Linked DNA regions of Mus musculus: all the other regions are linked to region 1. A link is a contact called in public HiChIP or PLAC-seq and Micro-C data. All regions are on one chromosome and are shown on one strand. Each heading gives the region's core, a stretch centred on a gene start, on an enhancer-like site or on the middle of the called end of the contact. The rest is flanking DNA. Distances are from core to core; before and after follow the strand shown. Region 1 overlaps 2900026A02Rik (RIKEN cDNA 2900026A02 gene). Region 2 holds the start of Ficd (FIC domain containing). Region 3 has its middle 17 kb from the start of Asphd2.

Region 1 (3,606 bases), core at 11-2,510:
TTATTTATTATTATGTGTGAGTACACTGTAGCTGACCTCAGACACACCAGAAGAGGGCATCAGATCTCATTATGGGTGGTTATGAGCCACCATGTGGTTGCTGGGATTTGAACTCAGGACCTTCAGAAGATCAGTCAGTGCTCTTACCTACGGAGCCATCTCGCCAGCCTTTGTCTGTTTTTCAAGACAGGGTTTCTCACTGTAGCCCTGGCTGTCCTGGAACTCACTCTGTAGACCAGGCTGGCCTCGAACTCAGAAATCCGCCTGCCTTGCCTCCCAAGGGCTGGGATTAAAGGCGTGTGCCACCACTGCCTGGCTATTCCTAATTCTTGAGAGACACAGGAAAGTCCCAACGGCTGGAACATCTTTACCAGCTCCCCCACCCCAACCCCCATCCCTGAGCAAATGATCCCTTCCCTCTCTGCCCCGTGTTTGTCTTTTTAACAACCAGCATTCTGGGCACCTCTGTGGCTTCTTGTCTTCACTCATCTGATTGTTTTTGATCTTTAAGATCAGGAACCAGATCAAGGGAAGGAAGGAAGGACGCCCAACAATGGGATGAGGGTCAGGTCCCCAGGGACCAGCCTGTGCTAAGGAAGACCCTGACTCAGCAACAAAACAAAACAAGCCTTCCAGGAGAGAGGCCAGAAGCGGGAAGCTGGTCCGTGGATCCCTCCGCCAAGGGAAAGCTGATCCCGCCCCCCCCGCCCCCCCCCCCCCGACAACCAGCCCTCCTGGGGCCTGGGCGCTCTGGGCATCATCCAGGACCCTCTGCAGCCCAGGCGCTCCTGTTGCCAGTGGGTCCCGAGGTGCTGGCGAGCTGAGCTGCTGAGCTGCAGCGTGTCACATTCCAGCCCGGCAGTCTCTTCTGGCCCCCTCCCCCCGCTCCCACGGCAACGGGGGCGGGGCGTGAGAGCTGGGTGAGACCACCAGAGGCAAACCTTGCTGGACCATACTGCAGCTTCGGGTTCCCAACGGGGGCGTTGGGGGGAGTGGGAGGCAAGGAGCAGTGTGGGAAGAACCCACACTGGAGGAGGGAGGAGCTCAGTGCAAGTCTGGAAGGTTCCACTAGCGACGCTGAGCAACTCAGGGCTCCGGAGGAGAAACACAAGTTCGAAGCTCCAATCCCCCCATACTCCACACCATAAATGTGAGGACAATCCACATCCCATCCTTCGTGGCCAAAGCTGACTCTGTTCTCACAGGCCCCTCTAGGTGGCGCCCCTGTCTCTGACAGGCTAGACCCTGGTTCCTCTCTCACAAACTTGGGGATGAGAAACTGCTGTAATCCTTGGCTGCGCTCGACTCTGTAAACACGGCGTCCTAAAACTCCAGGGCAGCGTGGAAAGGAAGTCCAGGAACAAACCAGTCACGGGCCGGGGATTCACAGCAGCCAGAACTGTGGGAAATAAGTTCCTGGCCCGGTGTGGTTTGTTACAGCAGGAAACACTGAAGACTAGGCTGCTGCCTCTGCTGAACTGCTCAGCAAGGGCTAGGTGGGGCTGACTCCAGCCTCCAGATCTCCCAGCATGCCCTGCTCCCGGGGTCACCCATCAGGGCCTCCTCCAGGATGCCTTCCTGGGTCACTCCTCCGGCGCCTCATTGAGCATCATATAATTTCCTGACCTTGGGTTCCAGAGCCCTATCACCCAGCTGAGGTAAAAAGCTCCCCAAGGGCTGCACGCAGCTTCCTGTTTCTTCCCTGCTTTGTCATCTCATGGGATCCTGCCAGACCTGGGCTCAAGCATCTTGGCCTTTTGCTGTGTGACCTCTCTGAGCCCTGTTTTCGGGTTGTCTTATTTTACACCCGCAGCAGACCTTGTCGGCTCCCTGCCTGTTTCTCACGCCGATACAAGAGTTGGTGCAGAGCTGCCCTACTATGCGCAGAACGGTCAAATCCCATATATCCAAAGGCCCAGACATATTCTTCGACGTCAACAGGAATAAATAGAAAACGCATACTCCTGGCTCTCTGACCCTTGACCAGGTCGACCCAGTTGTGCCTACGAGCTTCCCAGAGGTTTCCCGGGCACCGGGTCTCAGTTGCCCACACTGGTAATTCCTTGCCACCTTCCCCAGTCCGCAGCCGGTCCTCCCTCTGGTCACCTCCTAAGAGACCTAAGACAGGCTGCTTCTGGAAAACCCAATCCAAAGTGAGCCGTCCTGTCAGACCCCGTGGGCTGCTTGGCATTCACTCACGGCACAGATCTTCCTGGAAGCTCTAGAGAGGACAACGGGTGAGGTGGCATCGAGCAGGTACTCTGCGACACTCACACATGTCCTCCCTCATCCAAGTCCCAGGCCAAATTTTGAACCCACAACCCGTGGCCAAGCAGACAGAGCCAGGCCAAGCACGGCCAGGACAAAATGAAGTTTTCTAGCAAGCCTCCTTATTTCAGGGTTAACACCTGAAAATGTGGATTTCTTTTAATAAATGTCCCTTTCTGTCTCAGGTTTCAAAATGGCCAATGGGCTGAGGCCCCGGTTGTTGTGGGGCGGGGCCGAGGTGGGGCAGGGCTGGGGCCAGGGGCGGAGCTGGGGCTAGGAGGAGCTTTAGTTCTCCCATGCCACACCCCGTAAAAAGGAAGGGGAAGGGAGGATAAAGAAAGGGACGGCTTGCCAGTTAAGAGCACTGACTGCTCTTCTAGAGGTCCTGAGTTCAATTCCTGGTAACCACATGGTGGCTCACAACCATCTAGAATGGGATCTAGTGCCCTCTTCTGGTGTGTCTTAAGACAGCAAGTATACTCATATACATTAAATAAATCTTTTAAAAAAATAGGAGAAAAAAATCCTAAGAGTCTGGAAGCAAGCACACCTAGGTATCCTGTTAGCGTGCAGTCCTCACCACTCCCTAGAGTGGCACCTCCACTCCGTCACACACTTACACAGCCCACGTGAAATCTGAGATCCTGGACATAGATACATACAAACAATATGACAAAATTCCAAGTGCCTCTGTACCCACCTTAGGGCCTTCTGGCCTCCTCGAATCCCTCTGACAGGGTCCTGCGGCAGCCTCGGGAGTCTCGGTGGCTGGGAGGTCCGGCTTCCCTTTGGACTGTTCTTGCCTCCGATGCCTGGCGTCCTGCATGACGGACAGGCCCTCCCGGATCCTGGCTGGTGGGCCCTTCTCTGAGCAGGCCCTCTTGATGTCCAGCGGCGACCAACCAGAATCGCGTGGGGGGGTTCCCCACGGCACCCCATTGCCTTCCACTCCCTGACCAGTGGATCTCCTCGGAGTCCCTTTCTTCCGGTCAGAGGGAGGTGACCCAGGGGAGACTGGGTACCTGCTGCCTGGCTCCTGGGACTTGGCTGAATTTTGCCAATGCTTGGTACCCTGGTGCTCACTGGAGGAGGGCTTGCTTTCAAACTCAGCGATGCCTGGAGATTTTCTCCTGGAACCAGCTGGGACGGCAGAAGGTGAGGGGCAGTTTTCTCCAGGAGCCGAGTGTGGCGGTGCCCACAGTGGCAAGCCAGACTTGGTGGTCATGGCTGCCCCTAGGGGCTCTGCTGGCTGCTTGCTGGGGCCAGGGGAGTGGAGAGCTTTCACGGAGCGCCCTGCTTGTTGCCCGACACTGTCTGACTGGGGGGCCTCCTTCAGGC
Region 2 (3,430 bases), core at 688-3,187, 560 kb after region 1:
CTTGGGCCCAGGCAAGGCCTTTAATCCCAGGAGACTGAGGCAAGGAGATCTCTGAGTTCAAAGTCAGCCTGGGCCAAAGCAAGTCCCAGATCCAGGCGTGGCGGTACACACCTTTAATCTGGGCCACACCTTTGCTGGAGACCTACATAAGGACATTGGAAGAAGGAAGATTCGCTCTTCTTCCCCTGCGTGCACTTACTTGCTGGCACATCTGTTGGAACCTACTTCTACAGAAGACCAGCTGAAAACACCCAGCCTCGTGCAACTGAGCAACTACCGGATCCTTGGACTTCCCACTCACAGCTGACTATTGTTGGAGAGTTGGGCTACAGACTGTAAGTCATCATAACAAATTCCCTTACTATATAGAGACTACCGAAAAGTTCTGTGACTCTAGAGAACCCTGACTAACATACTACATTATAAAATTATATTTAAACATAGTTTCCTCATGCTGTGGTGACCCCCAACTATAAAATTATTTCATTACTACTTCATAGCCATACGCTTGCTACTGTGATGAATCGTAATGTAATGTAAATAGCTAATATGAGAGCCCTGTGGGGTCATGGCCCACAGGTTGAGAATCACCGCACTAGCGTTATCTGGAGGGAAAGGAACTTCAATTGAGAACAATGTTTCCATAAGATCCAACTGTAGGGCATTTTCTTAATTAATGATTGATGGGGGAAGGCCCCGCCCATTGTGGGTGGAGCCATCCCTGGGCTGGTCAGGGGGTTCTATAAGAAAGCAGGCTGAAACCGGATTTGGTGGTATATGCCTCTAATCCCAGCACTCAGAAGGCAGAGGCAGAGGCGGGAGGTTGGGGCTAGCCTGGCCTATACAGTGAGTCCCAGACCAATTTAAGCTACCTGCAGGTGACAGATCAGTAAAGTAGATTGACACCACCAAGTCAGTCTGCTAGTGGCAGAGCTGGGATGCGAACCCAGGGCTGTGTGGCTCCATGAAAAGAGTCCCAAATCCAGAACCTGAGGGCTAAGGCAGGTAGGAGCCAAACTTGGTGACCTGCGTTCAATCCACAAACCCATATGGTAGAAGGAGAAAGCCCAGGTTTGCAAACTGATCTCTGTGCACGTGCGCGCACACGAACTTTTTTTTTTTTTTTTAATTAAGAGATGTGAGCTGTTGTCCCATTCTGCCGTTGAGAAAACTGATCCAAGATCACAAGAGACTGAGGGCAAAAATCTGAATCTGTGGGCCGTCTGACTCCAGAGTGTGCCCAGTAACCTCTCAAAGCAGGCCCTGGGAGCTTCCGGTTCAATATTTGTGGGTTGAGATGGGAGCCCTGCCCTCTGCACCAAAGAAAACTTAATTTGGTAAACAAAAAGCCATAGCCAGCCGCTCCAGAGAATGCAAACTAAAAAAGGTCAGGAGGGCATGTTGGCTCAAAATGACCCGGGTTGAATACTAAGCCAGCTCGGGCTACACAGTAAGTCCCGACCAACCTGGGCTACACCGTGAATTAATTCCTAGCCAGGCCTGGTCTACACGGTGCGAAGCCATCTCAAAAACAAAAGTAGATTAGAGAGGACAAGAAAGGGGGTAAAGAAAAGGGACAAACGGTGAAACCGGGACTAAGAAGTGGGAAACGTTTGGTGATGTGGCTACTGCCATTGCACACCAGAGAAACTGAAGCACACAGAGCCTAGGTGGAGGCCCAGGAAGGTAGCAGATGCTGGGACGGGAAAACAGGACGCAAATGCTCGCCCTAGCCGGTGGCCTCGACCCCGCCCCATGCACACAAGCGACAGCCAATGGAAGCGGCACACGGCGCGCCTTTCCCGGGGGGATGCTCTAGCTAGCTCTAGAACCCGGAAGCGCGGCGGATGGACAAGTCGAGACAGCCAATCCGCCGCGGCAAGGGCGGCCGTCCGTCCAATGGCGAGGCGACGGGAGCGGGGCGAGGTGGTGGGGGCGGGGCCTGCGACCGCGGCTGCGGGGAACGGCCGCGCGGGTTTGGATGCTGGAGGCGGGCACGAGCCCTGGGCCGGTTCGTAGCGGGAGCTCGCGGCAGCCTCATTCCACCCCCCACCCCACCCCCCGCTTCGGGAGTAAGCCGAAGTCTGCTGGGCTCGAGCCGCTGCACAGGCCGCGCGAAGTGATGACGTGGCGGGTCAGGCCCCGGAGCTCCGGCGCCGCCTGTCAGAACGGCGTCATCCCTCATCTGTAAACCGGGAGCTACAGGTAGCTTGCTCGCTCTTCGCAAGGGGGCTGACAGCGTGCAAGGCTGGCCGGCAGCGCAGTGTCCGGCACACCATAGTTGCCCAATAAATGCTTATTGTTGGCAAGATGGCATTTGCATACCTGATCCCTCGCTCCCCCCCCCCATCCCCCGCCAGCCCCCAAGCTTGTGTTCGCCCTCGCTGAGGTAGGGCATCATCACCCACTGTTGTTGGCCAGGCCTTGGGTTTCCCTGTCTATGATGGACAAGCCAGGGAAGGAAGGGCAGAAGGGACACAACATTGGTCACCGAGGCTGTCGGTATTCATATGGTAACATCAGGACACCAGACATTTGTCCTTATCGAAGATTGTGGTGTGTGTCCAGGGGCGTATGCAGGAGTTACAGCCCAAACACTAGGTGTCCTGTGGCAATAGTCGCTTGTGGTGGACTAGTGGACTAAGAGGGGGGCTGAAAAGTCCCCGACTTCACTTTTCTGAGTTCTGATTGCATCTCCTCTGGGGAGGGCGGTGTGGAAACATCACCTCCTGGGGTTGTAGGCTGAGATTATGAAAGTTAATATATATAAATGCATTAGAGTCCTATCACTCTACCCCGGAGGAGCTATGGGTTAGGATGAATCTTCCCAGGCTGGCCCTGCACCATGAGACCCCTCCCCCATTTCCGTGGTCCCTAATGAATTAGAAAGTGTGACGATTCTGTGTCTGGTCTCTCCATCTGGGAACGGGTCCACTCCCACTGCCTCATTCTTTTACAATGCTTGGTTCCTTGCAGGGTCCAGCTTTTCCTCTGTGTCGAGTGCTCTGGGCCCAGCCCTCAGTCCAGATGATACTCATGCCAATGGCGTCGGTGGTGGCAGTGGCCGAACCCAAATGGGTCTCCGTCTGGGGCCGTTTCCTGTGGATGGCGCTGCTGAGCATGGCTCTGGGGTCGCTGCTGGCTCTGCTGCTGCCGCTGGGAGTTGTGGAAGAGCATTGCCTGGCTGTGCTCAGAGGTTTCCACCTGCTCAGGAGCAAACTGGACAGGGCACAGCCTGTGGTCCCCAAGTGCACCAGCCTATGCACAGAGCTCAGTGTCTCCTCCAGGGATGCAGGGCTGCTGACAGTCAAGACTACGGCGTCTCCAGGTGAGTGTGCTGGCCAACTTGGTTGGCCTTGTCAGTTTGTGTGTGTGTAAGCATGAGGGCGTCCCAGTGAATGAGACAGTCCGGAACTCCAGTCTGATGAGT
Region 3 (3,624 bases), core at 695-3,194, 770 kb before region 1:
GAACATAGACTGAACATACAGGGAACATAGACTGAACATACAGGGAACAAAGACTGAACATACAGGGAACATAGACTGAACATACAGTGAATACAGTTGTTGGAAGAGGCTATGATTTGAACTCATGCTGAAGTCTGGTCCCTGTCATTAGGCTCTGAATGATACAAGAAATCCAACTAAGCATTCGGGGTGTGGTCTCAGGTGATTAGGACAGGCCAGGGTCATGAGGGTGAGCCTGTATGACTGATTTCTGGTGGCTTTAGAGGAAGAAGGAGAGAGACCAGACACACACGAACTTGCTGCTGTCTCTTGCCACACGATATTCTGTGACATCTTGGGATGGAGGCAGCATGAAGGCCATTAGTAGATCAGGATCTCAACCTCTGTGCCTCCAGGACTGTGTCCTAAATAAAAACAGAGTACTTGAAACCATCTCACTCTGTAGCCTAGGCTAGGCTGGAACCCTGTAACCCAGGCTGGCCCCAGCCCTTATAAAGAAGCACGCCGTGAGCCTGTTGTCATGGCAGTGGATGGAGACAGTGAGAGAGTGAATGAAGGGCTGAAGAAGGGACAGAGTTATTCTCAGTTTTCTCTCTTGGGCAGCTGGAGGGACGGATGTGATGGCACACATTTGAAACAGGGAAGCAGTGTGCCATTGTGTGTGCACCTATGAGCATGTAGAGGTCAGAAAACAACTTTGGTGTCTTTCCTCAGATGCCTTCCATCTCTCTCTCTCTCTCTCTCTCTCTCTCTCTCTCTCTCTCTCTCTCGAGACAGGGTTTCTCTGTATAGCTCTGGCTGTCCTGGAACTCACTTTGTAGACCAGGCTGGCCTCGAACTCAGAAATCCGCCTACCTCTGCCTCCGAGTGCTGGGATTAAAGGCGTGTGCCTGTTTCTTGAAACAGTGTATCCTATGGGCAGACTGGCGGAGATCTTCAGCCATCCTCCTATCTTCCACCCCAGTGCTAGGATTTCAAATGGATGCCACCAAGCCTGCCTTTTTGCTGGGGACTGAAGTCAGGTCCTCATGCATCCGTCCATAGCATCCATGCACGGTACACATGCATGGCCCACAAAGGTATCCAAGCCCAAGAAAAGCAACCAGCTGCCAAGCTTGGACTTCATAAAAGGAAAAAGAAAAGATGGAAAAATTCACTTTGTCTAGCTACTTTGTTTTGAGTCAGGGTCTCACGTAGTCTGAGCTAACCTCATGTCCGGATCCACCTACCTCTGCCCCACAAGCAAGGCCTTACAGTCTGTGCTGCCATGCCTAGCTTTGGTCTGTATCTTTGCTCTAAGAACTTTTTAAAGATGACTTGTCTTTAGCTGTCTTTTTAAAATCCCTTCCTGTGCTGCGCCAGCCCGGCATCTGTTTGTAGAAACCCTTGCCTTTCATTTTGCATTCCCGTCTCAGATAGCGGATTTTGAGAACAGAAATATAATCATCTCTGTGCGAACAGCCCTCTCTCAGCCTGGGGAGGAGAGAGATCAGCAGCAGAGGACTCTGTGTTGGCGTCCTGACCGCAGGCATCATTGTGACCTGTGCTGCCTTGTCACAACATGAGCCTTATAAACAGCAGACAGGACCCTAACTCCAGAAGCCTGTGCATCCCAGATACACCCTCTCTGCGTCTCCCGGGAGGGAGCTTCTTTTGAAAAGGAAGCAATCCAGTTAGGATGTTGGAATCTAGAAAGTATACCAGGGTCAGACAGGATGTTGGGCGCTGGAAATGCTCTCGAGTTTTTTTAAGGGCTTCCTAATGTGCCCCCACCCTCACCCCCCTACCCTTCAGCCCCTGTCCCCAGTGCAAACCTGAGCTACTGTTTCTTTTTCCAAATGAGGGCTTAGAAATGTGCTGCAGGGGTAGTTTGGGGCATCTCAATTTGCAATTCCCAGTAGCTCTCCCAGCCCGAGTGCTTTTTTTGGTTTCCATGGAAACCAGCAGTGTTTTGAAGAGGCGGTGGCAGGTTCGGCGCATAGGGTGCCACCCGGGAATGCCTGTCAGTCTGTTGGTTAAAGTAGACGGTGAGAGGACTGTGCTTTGGGGTTTCCTCTGACCATGTCAGTTTGACCTTCTCGAGGAAGAGAAGCAGAGTGGGATGAGCTCCACCCCCACTCCAGCCTCTGGGGCCTGGGAGCCGTCATTAAGTCACTGTTGCAAATGTCTTCGCCTTTGAAGCCACCAGTGGAGCAGGTGTGGTGACTGACACCTGTGTTGTTCCCGTGATTGTCGAGCTGGCTAGGTGGGGCGACTTCATAACTGGCTGGCATTGCCTGGCTCGGAAAATTTATTTCTGGTGGGACATATTCTTAGCAGCCCCAGGTATTGGTTCTCAGCAAATTTCAGGCAGGACTGATTGCTCTAGGAGTTTGTGGGTTTCGCATATTTGCATGTGTGGGGGAGGACAATGCCCGTCTTTTCTCAGCTCTGGAATTCTGCGGGGGAACCTCCTGGTCAATCCACAGCCATGTGATCTCCCTTTAAATGTCCAAGAATGTGGGGGCCATGACTGCTGCAGCCGCACAGGACGATCTCTGCCTCTATCTAATTCCCAGAGGCCATTGGGAAGACCACATCTCGGCATTCCTCCCTCAGAGCTCCCCCACCCAATCCCTGCCACTTTTTTTCCTTAGTAAAACTACATTTGCTCTTCTTGCCCTGATTCTTCTTGGGTGAGAGACAAGGGCAGGCTAAGTCATCGGCTTGAGGTGTTTCTGGGGGCTGTTGATTACCCCCAGGTAAACCTACTGAGAGAGCTAAGACTCCATCACCCTCAAAGAACCCACATCAGCTACAGAGACAGGGCACGGCGGCACTCCCTACTTCTTTCTAGTTACATGAGAGTGAGCAAAAGGCACGGTGAGGGAAGGGCAGACATCAAAGGGCACGCAGCAGTGTATCACAGATATGGCAGGAAAAGATGTCGGATCTGGGCACTAAGAAAGGGTACTTCCTGCCTTCCGGACTGGTCCTGCATTGAAAACTCATTGCAGTCACCACATGGCTTTTTTTTTTTTCATACTTACTACACAGTTCAGGTTGGCCCAGACTTGCGATCCCCCAGCCTCAGCTTCCCAGGAGCTGGTATTGCAGGCTTGTACCACCCAACTTGGCCAGAATGTGACATTTAGAATGCCTATCTATTTCACACATAATAAAGCATAGGAAAAAACACCTGGACTCACACACAGGGCTGACGGCCCTGTTGGAGTAGGTGTGGCCTTGTTGAAGAAGGCGTGGTCTTGTTGGAGTGGGTGTGGCCTTGTTGGAGTAGGTGTGTCACTGTGGGCGTGGGCTTTAAGACTTTCATCCTAGCTGCCTGGAAATCAGTCTTCTAGCAGCCTTCAGATGAAGATGTAGAACTCTCAGCTCCTCCTGCACAGTGCCTGCCTGGATGCTGTCATGTTCCTGCCTTGATGATAATGGACTGAACTTCTGAACCTGTACACCAGCCCCAATTAAATGTCATCCTTATAAGAGTTGCCTTGGTCATGGTATCTGTTCACAGCAGTAAAACCTTAACTGAGACAATAGGCTTGATCCTCTTAAGAGGTGTTCATATGCACCAGAAAGGTGTCCATAGGTTGCAGAGCAGTGAGTGGATCTCAAGAAGGCCATAGG

The links. A called contact is a pair of places that touch in the nucleus more often than the background predicts. HiChIP or PLAC-seq counts read pairs in DNA pulled down with a chosen protein or histone mark.
Region 2: a Micro-C map of embryonic stem cells shows a contact between it and region 1, with 4 times the contacts expected there. The contact joins the promoter of Ficd here to the enhancer-like site in region 1. A contact is called at or near these places in 2 of 39 promoter capture datasets (embryonic stem cells and hippocampal neurons), 2 of 15 datasets of contacts at CTCF or cohesin (large pre-B cells and pro-B cells), 21 of 484 Hi-C or Micro-C datasets (the AML12 cell line, B cells, the C2C12 cell line and 9 more), 4 of 115 datasets of contacts at active chromatin or transcription factors (bone marrow-derived macrophages, embryonic stem cells, large pre-B cells and 1 more) and 1 of 9 other capture datasets (embryonic stem cells).
Region 3: an H3K4me3 HiChIP or PLAC-seq map of forebrain shows a contact between it and region 1, with 4 times the contacts expected there. The contact joins two enhancer-like sites. A contact is called at or near these places in 1 of 15 datasets of contacts at CTCF or cohesin (large pre-B cells) and 4 of 115 datasets of contacts at active chromatin or transcription factors (astrocytes, embryonic hindbrain, embryonic stem cells and 1 more).

What each region holds. Positions count from the first base shown.
Region 1 is chr5:113,179,086-113,182,691 of GRCm38.p6, forward strand. It overlaps 2900026A02Rik (RIKEN cDNA 2900026A02 gene), which reads right to left. Exons shown (of 13, transcript NM_001375886.1): 5 at 2,969-3,606. Among named protein-coding and RNA genes, the nearest start is that of Gm42161, 36 kb to the left of the region's middle. Within about 2 kb of position 1,261, at least 205 of the 459 cell types and tissues checked have an H3K27ac peak or open chromatin away from gene starts, as enhancers often do. A contact at or near this core is called in the AML12 cell line, the C2C12 cell line, bone marrow-derived macrophages and 6 more, where this site is marked.
Region 2 is chr5:113,733,845-113,737,274 of GRCm38.p6, forward strand. Ficd (FIC domain containing) reads left to right here and starts at 1,938. Exons shown (of 3, transcript NM_001010825.3): 1 at 1,938-2,205; 2 at 2,977-3,328. The coding sequence starts at 3,028.
Region 3 is chr5:112,409,732-112,413,355 of GRCm38.p6, forward strand. No RefSeq gene overlaps it. Among named protein-coding and RNA genes, the nearest start is that of Asphd2, 17 kb to the left of the region's middle. Within about 2 kb of position 1,945, at least 62 of the 459 cell types and tissues checked have an H3K27ac peak or open chromatin away from gene starts, as enhancers often do. A contact at or near this core is called in forebrain, where this site is marked.